Regions from separate parts of the Mus musculus genome. Here region 1 is linked to region 2. A link is a contact called in public HiChIP or PLAC-seq data. All regions are on one chromosome and are shown on one strand. Each heading gives the region's core, a stretch centred on a gene start, on an enhancer-like site or on the middle of the called end of the contact. The rest is flanking DNA. Distances are from core to core; before and after follow the strand shown. Region 1 overlaps Dlgap2 (DLG associated protein 2). Region 2 holds the start of Dlgap2 (DLG associated protein 2).

Evidence for each region. HiChIP or PLAC-seq counts read pairs in DNA pulled down with a chosen protein or histone mark.
Region 1: a contact with region 2 is called in an H3K27ac HiChIP or PLAC-seq map of SST interneurons, with 2.1 times the contacts expected there. The contact joins the enhancer-like site here to the promoter of Dlgap2 in region 2. A contact is called at or near these places in 3 of 39 promoter capture datasets (cranial neural crest, hippocampal neurons and second pharyngeal arch cranial neural crest) and 5 of 115 datasets of contacts at active chromatin or transcription factors (SST interneurons, astrocytes, embryonic forebrain and 2 more).

What each region holds. Positions count from the first base shown.
Region 1 is chr8:14,555,762-14,558,804 of GRCm38.p6, reverse strand. The region is part of intron 4 of Dlgap2 (DLG associated protein 2); the gene reads right to left. Among named protein-coding and RNA genes, the nearest start is that of C030037F17Rik, 210 kb to the left of the region's middle. Within about 2 kb of position 1,349, at least 5 of the 459 cell types and tissues checked have an H3K27ac peak or open chromatin away from gene starts, as enhancers often do. A contact at or near this core is called in SST interneurons, where this site is marked.
Region 2 is chr8:14,094,502-14,097,419 of GRCm38.p6, reverse strand. Dlgap2 (DLG associated protein 2) reads right to left here and starts at 1,545. Exons shown (of 16, transcript NM_172910.3): 1 at 1,279-1,545.

The sequences.
Region 1 (3,043 bases), core at 100-2,599, 460 kb before region 2:
TTCAGAACTGTCCTGGCAGTGGGAAGGGAAGACCTCCCTTTAAAAATTCTCCTAGAAATCTTTGATCCTTTGGACAATATTCTGATGTGATCCATCTCGTATACCGTACATCGGCACTGGTTATAGAGTGATTCACACCAGGGCCATCACCTAACTGTTCTCTTTGTCCCTCTGTGGCTCCTTTTCATACTCCATGGCACACTGTCCTCTCTTGGCATGAAACTAGAGGGTCATATGGTCACTCAAGGCTCAATTTTTCCTTAGGCATTTTATGTATCATTTGGACAAGGCCTTCCCATGTATCCACTGCAGCTCAAGACAGTGTGTTATGTAGAACTTCTGCCTGTTAGAGGAGCCAGCTGGGTGGAGGATGGAAGGAGAGCTAGAGAGGGAGGCAAGAAAGAATTAAGTGCAGGAAGACATTTACAGGGCAAGCTGTGAGCCACAGAAAGGTAAATGAGGAAACAGTTTGGCATATGAGCTTCAAGGATTTAGATTGTATTGCTCCTGCCACATCCTTTACAGAGATGTTGACATAAAATTGTCCCCAAGGACCCTCATTAGCAATGATTCTCTGCCCTCACAGCCTTGATGCTTGCCAAACTCTCCCTAAGTGATGTGTGTGACTTAAGGTTTTTCAACAAGAGCTTCCCTTTCAGAAAGATAGCCAGCAACCCAGAACATCTTCATCCGAAATGCAAGGGCAAAGGTGTGTTTCCCTAATGTGTGTCTGTCTATAAGTGTTAAAACTTGTGCATGGATATAAACCAGCATCTTTCAATAAGCAGTTGCGGTGGATGCTAATGTAATTTTCAGATCCCCCTTGCCCTTATAACACCCTTATTGAAAGCACCTTTCTTTCCTCAAGTTCATGAAGCTACCAACAGAGGAGGGGCATCGGCAGAGGACAGAGCAGAGTATGACCCTTCTCAAACCCTTCCTTCAAATCCATCCTTCAACAACACACATGATTTTGGGGCTCTGCCAACATCCAGGACCCTTAGACCCTGCTGAAGATGATTCACCCAGAGCCATGGTGGTGCTGGTCACACACTTATGGGTTCATGTGTTCTGCCCTTGGGGTACAGGTACTACTCACATAGCCCTCACTGGTCCCCTGCAGGGCTGGGCTGGCTAAATACATCTGACTGTGCTCTGAAAAGGACCCAGGGCCTCCTTTTGCAGTTTCTCTTCTATCCTTTCTCCACAGGACCCATCAAGATTCAGAATTCCAAAGACTTCACAAAGATTATGAAACTAGCTTTTATGCTCCTCTGGGATCGTGCGTATGCTGCAGAATCTCAAGGGAAGTTTCACAAAACCTGCTCTTAGGACAGAATGAGCCGTGGCAGATTAGCAAAGACGGCCTCACTGCTCGCTCGCACAGCAGGCTGAGAACTACCAAACAGCTTCGCCCCTTATGATCAGCGTTACTTGGGAAGTTACAGAGTACAAGCAATTAGAATTCTACACATGATTAAAGGCACTGTGAAAATCTCTCTAAAGCTCATGCAATTTATTTATAGGGTTCTAACAGAGGGTCTAGGGAGAAGCCATGACAGCCCAAGGCTACAAGAATGATACAGAAAACTTCCTAAGAAAACAGATACCATCAGAGAGGACATGGAGTCCTCAGGAGCAGAGGTCAGCTTCTCTTTATTTCTAGCCTGTGGAATATCAGACTGTGTCCATCTATCTACACATTTGGGAACAGGATATTCTGACATTTGCCTGACCCAATTTCAACTATTTGATGTACTTGAAATAAAATTATACTATAGATTTACAGGAAGCATTGCTAGAAAGTATAAAAATGGAAGGAATGGGCTATATAGACAAAGGGGACACAAGGCATGGGTGGATAGTTGTGGCAGTTTTCCCGTGTGAGCAGACTAGCCCAGAACTCCAGTTCGGAAGTGGCACTGGGTCTGGAGCACATATCTGGAGTCACATTCAGGGGAAGGAATTCAACTTCAATTTCCATTTGTAAAATCTGAGATTCTAAAACCCGGACTCTCTATTTATGGAGCCTGGGATCCATCAGTGTCCCAGGTTTAAAGACAAAGAAGTGTGCTGCCACAACCAGTGACCTCTAAAGGTCACTCCACAAGACAGAGCCACCTCCTTGTCAAGATACACCCTTGTGCCCAGAGGAAGTGACAGCCAAGAGGCTGTGTGTGTGTGTGGGGGGGGGGGGGGGTTGTGCCTTTCTGCCTGTCACCCAGACTGTCCCAAGGGCAGCTTCTGGGACCCATTTCTCATCCATGTAAGTCTTTACTTTAAGGAACAGTGAAGCACTGGGGAGGCTCTGTGAGGCCACAGGTACACACTGTAAACACACCTCTACTGCCCAGCGGAGCATGGGGTGGGCAGTAAAGTTTATGCAGTGTAGACATTTCCTTAACAGCAAAACAAACGAACAAACCCATTCTTTCAGACCATTCCTCCCAGAATCCTATCTGTCATGAGTTCCATGTTACTCAGACCTGAGTGCAAACTTTGATGCAAAGCTCCAAGGACTCTAACTGTAGTCTCTGGAATATAAAATATTCGCACTGTCTTAAAAAAAAAATCACTCCAGAAAGCACAGGGAAGTACTCAAGTGTTAGAGCCCTGACCGGATTGCCTGTCTCCTCTCTTCCATATGGGCATCTGTCTGTAGCAGCCACCACCTAGCAACCTCTCTTTCCATGAAGACTAAGCCCTTTGCATTGCTAGCAAGGTTACCATCCTGGCCCCTGGGAGCAACTGAAAAAACTGTTAAGTTACATAACAACGGTTGACTATCTGAGATTGGGAGCCCAGGTCCCCAAGGGAAATTCTGGAGTTAAAGCTGTGGTAATGGGAGATATGTTCAGACCCATTTCTCCCCCGCCAGCTGTGGGGTGCTGTAAATACGAAACAGAGGAACCAGAGGAGTGCACTGCTATCCAGGGAATCAGAGGACACCTGTCTTTCCCTCCTCTTCTCAGCCTCACCACACCTATGACATCGCATCACTTCACATGGGATTGGCCAAGTGTGCTCAGGGAAATATTGACTG
Region 2 (2,918 bases), core at 296-2,795:
CCTCCAAGTATTAGACGCCAGGAAAAACTGGTACGCTTTAATCTCCAGCCCTGAAACGCCCACAGCTCGGACTGGCAGAGTTCATCAAGAGCGAGGGCGAATTCGCTGCCCGTTACTTTATACTCTTCATCGATACAAGCCGGCTAAGGCTGATCAGTCAGTCACGCATTTGGATTTCGACCCGGGCCGGAATCCACATCCATTTGAAAAGAAGGAAGCGACATGCGGGCGGCTGGCACCACATTCCCGAAGTGTTTTGAGTTTCGGGTGAGAAACGGCTAAGCAGCCGCGGCGCTCCCGGTTCCCTTTCACCTGCGACACTCTACGCCCGCCTAGGCACTGCCTGCTGCCCTTCCCCATCTCTTCTAACTCGGTATACAGCCCCGGCCCCTGCCTCGGGTCCCAGCGAGCATCTCCCGCCACCCAGCCGCTCCAGGAGGATGGGAGAGAAATCCCCTGCCCCGCCCGGCCCCACCTGGCCAGCGTCAAGCAGAGGAGCCGGTGCCTGCCGCCCCCCAGCCCTTCGCCGCGCAGGGCTGTAATAATTACATCCTCATTATTTCTTCTGCGATCGTTAGGGAAAGAGCCCGAGAACAGCAACAGCAGCTGCCGGGGGAGGCTTAGTTACAAAACCCTGCGCTGGGTAGCGCTTCGCTTAGCAACCACCCCTAAAAAAGCCCCCGTGCTCCCGGCTCGCACTTGGAGAGCCCAGCAGCGGCCACCCCCTCCCAAGCCCGAGGCCCAGGCCCTGCCGGGCGCGAAGGCTGTTGCAAAGGGCACAAGTGGCCCCTCCCCGCCTCCGCGACCCCAGTGCCCGTACCACCAGCTCCAAGCACCTTTCATTCATTCCCAGTCTAGGTCCGGGTGTCCACCCGGGCTTGGGGGAGGGGAAACCCAGGTCGCACCCCACTGCCCCACCAGAGTCCCTCTCTGGCCGGGGCCCCGGGCTGCACCCCCTTACCCGGCCTCGCGGAGCGGGGAATTTCACACCTCCGCCTCGCTCCTGCACCCAGGGAGCCCGTGTGCCAGCAATCCTGCCGCGGGGCGCTGCAGCCCGGAAGGACCCCAGCGGCGGACCCCGGAGCACCAGCCGTCCCTGGGGTTATTCTCACGCTCCCGGATCGGGTCCCCGGGAGCCTCTTATCCCCAACGCAGCCACTCAGGCAGGGCCCTCGCCGGTCCGGCTCGCAGCACCGCCCCCTCCCTGCCCCGACGGCACTCGCCACTTAGCGCCCAGGTCCCCGCATCCCGGTCCCCGCGGCCCCGCGCGTCTCGCACCTTCCTCAGAGCAGACATCCTTGGGCTTTCCTAGTTCAGTGGGTGCAGAGCGACATGGCAAGGTGGCCACCCCTCAGGCCAGGCGGTGCGCACAGCACTGCCGCCAGCTCCCAAGCTCGAGAATCCTTGGGTCCGTGCGTCGATCCGCAGTCTGTCTGTCCCCCGCTGCCGCTACCGCTTATCGCCTCCACCACCGCCACCGCCAGCGCCACCACCGCCGCCGCGCGCTCCGACCCCGTTCGAGCCCGGCGCACGGTCGGTCCTCACGGCCGGCGCCTGCGCACTCGGCGCCCGGGGAGGCACCGGCGCACTGGGGGGCGGCCGGTGCGTGGCTCCATCTGAGGAAGGGCCCAGCGCCACGCGCCTAGGGGGAGCGCTCAGGCCGCGGTGCCGCTGCCAATGGCAAGCCTGGCCCAGAGGTCGCATGGCGCTCACGGCCCGGGAGCCCGCGCACAGCGGATCCCAACTGTTGCGCGCAGAGCGTTGGGTCACTCCAGGACAGTGATGGTTCCCGGAGGGGGAGCGGAGAGGTCCCACACCGCGTGTGCTCCGTGTGTTTGTAGGTCAGCGTGGGAACCCACAAGCAAGCCAATGCGCCTGGGAAGGGCCAGCTCAATGTGAACCGAGATGTGGGATCTGCAGACGCATCGGCACCCTGAACTCTGCACGGTGAAAGCCTATTGGGCTCCCAGGTCATAGAGAGGGAGCGATGGAAGATAGGAGCTCTCAGCACTGGCCACTAAGAGAGCACAGTGCTGCTCTGGGTGCTGTGAAATAAGACCACTGTTTCCACCTGTTACCTCCCAGCTCTGGTAAACTGCTGCTTCTGGGCTCACAGGAATCCCCAGCACCTTGAACAGCAATCTTTAGTCATAAACCTGGTCCAGATAGAGGGCTGAGATGGTGTCGGCCCTTGTTTGCTGCTGCACTCGGAAGCAAAGAAAAAAAACTATCTTTTTTTTTTTCCTCAGCGAAATCAGAAACACAACAAAAAACAGTCTGGCAAATTCAGCAAAATTAGCCATATTTTGATGAAACCTAATTAGATTCGTGGGGATACCCTTTTTAGATCCACTGAACAGTCAAGAAAAGTTTCTGTGGCCTAGAGTAAAAGGTGCTGACAACTAAAGACATAGTTTGGCACCGGGCTCTGGGGATACTCACTACACCTGCTTAACCTTGGGCCGGTCTCTAGGCTCCGTGTAAATATAATAGGGGGCTTTCGTCTCCGTTGTCAAGAAGTTTAAATGTGACCAAAACTTAATCAATAAGGTGACTATTTACAGAAAGGTGAATGGGTGTCGAATAGAGGAGAGACAGGTGAACAGCCCTGTATTTCCCTAAATCCCAAGATCTTTTCCATAAAAACAGCCTCCATAAGATGTTTTTTCCTATGATCAATCAACTGCAGTGCACTTTCAGAGCAAAATACTAAGGTGTGTGAAAGATACACAAATGGATCAAAGGTATCTGATGTGACTTTTTTCTAGTGTTTGTAGCACACTCCATTTGGATTCCACTATCGAAAGAGAGAGAGAGAGAGAGAGAGAGAGAGAGAGAGAGAGAGAGAGAGAGGAAGGAAGGAAGGAAGGAAGGAAGGAAGGAAGGAAGGAAGGAAGGAAGGAAGGTGGGTTTCCAGA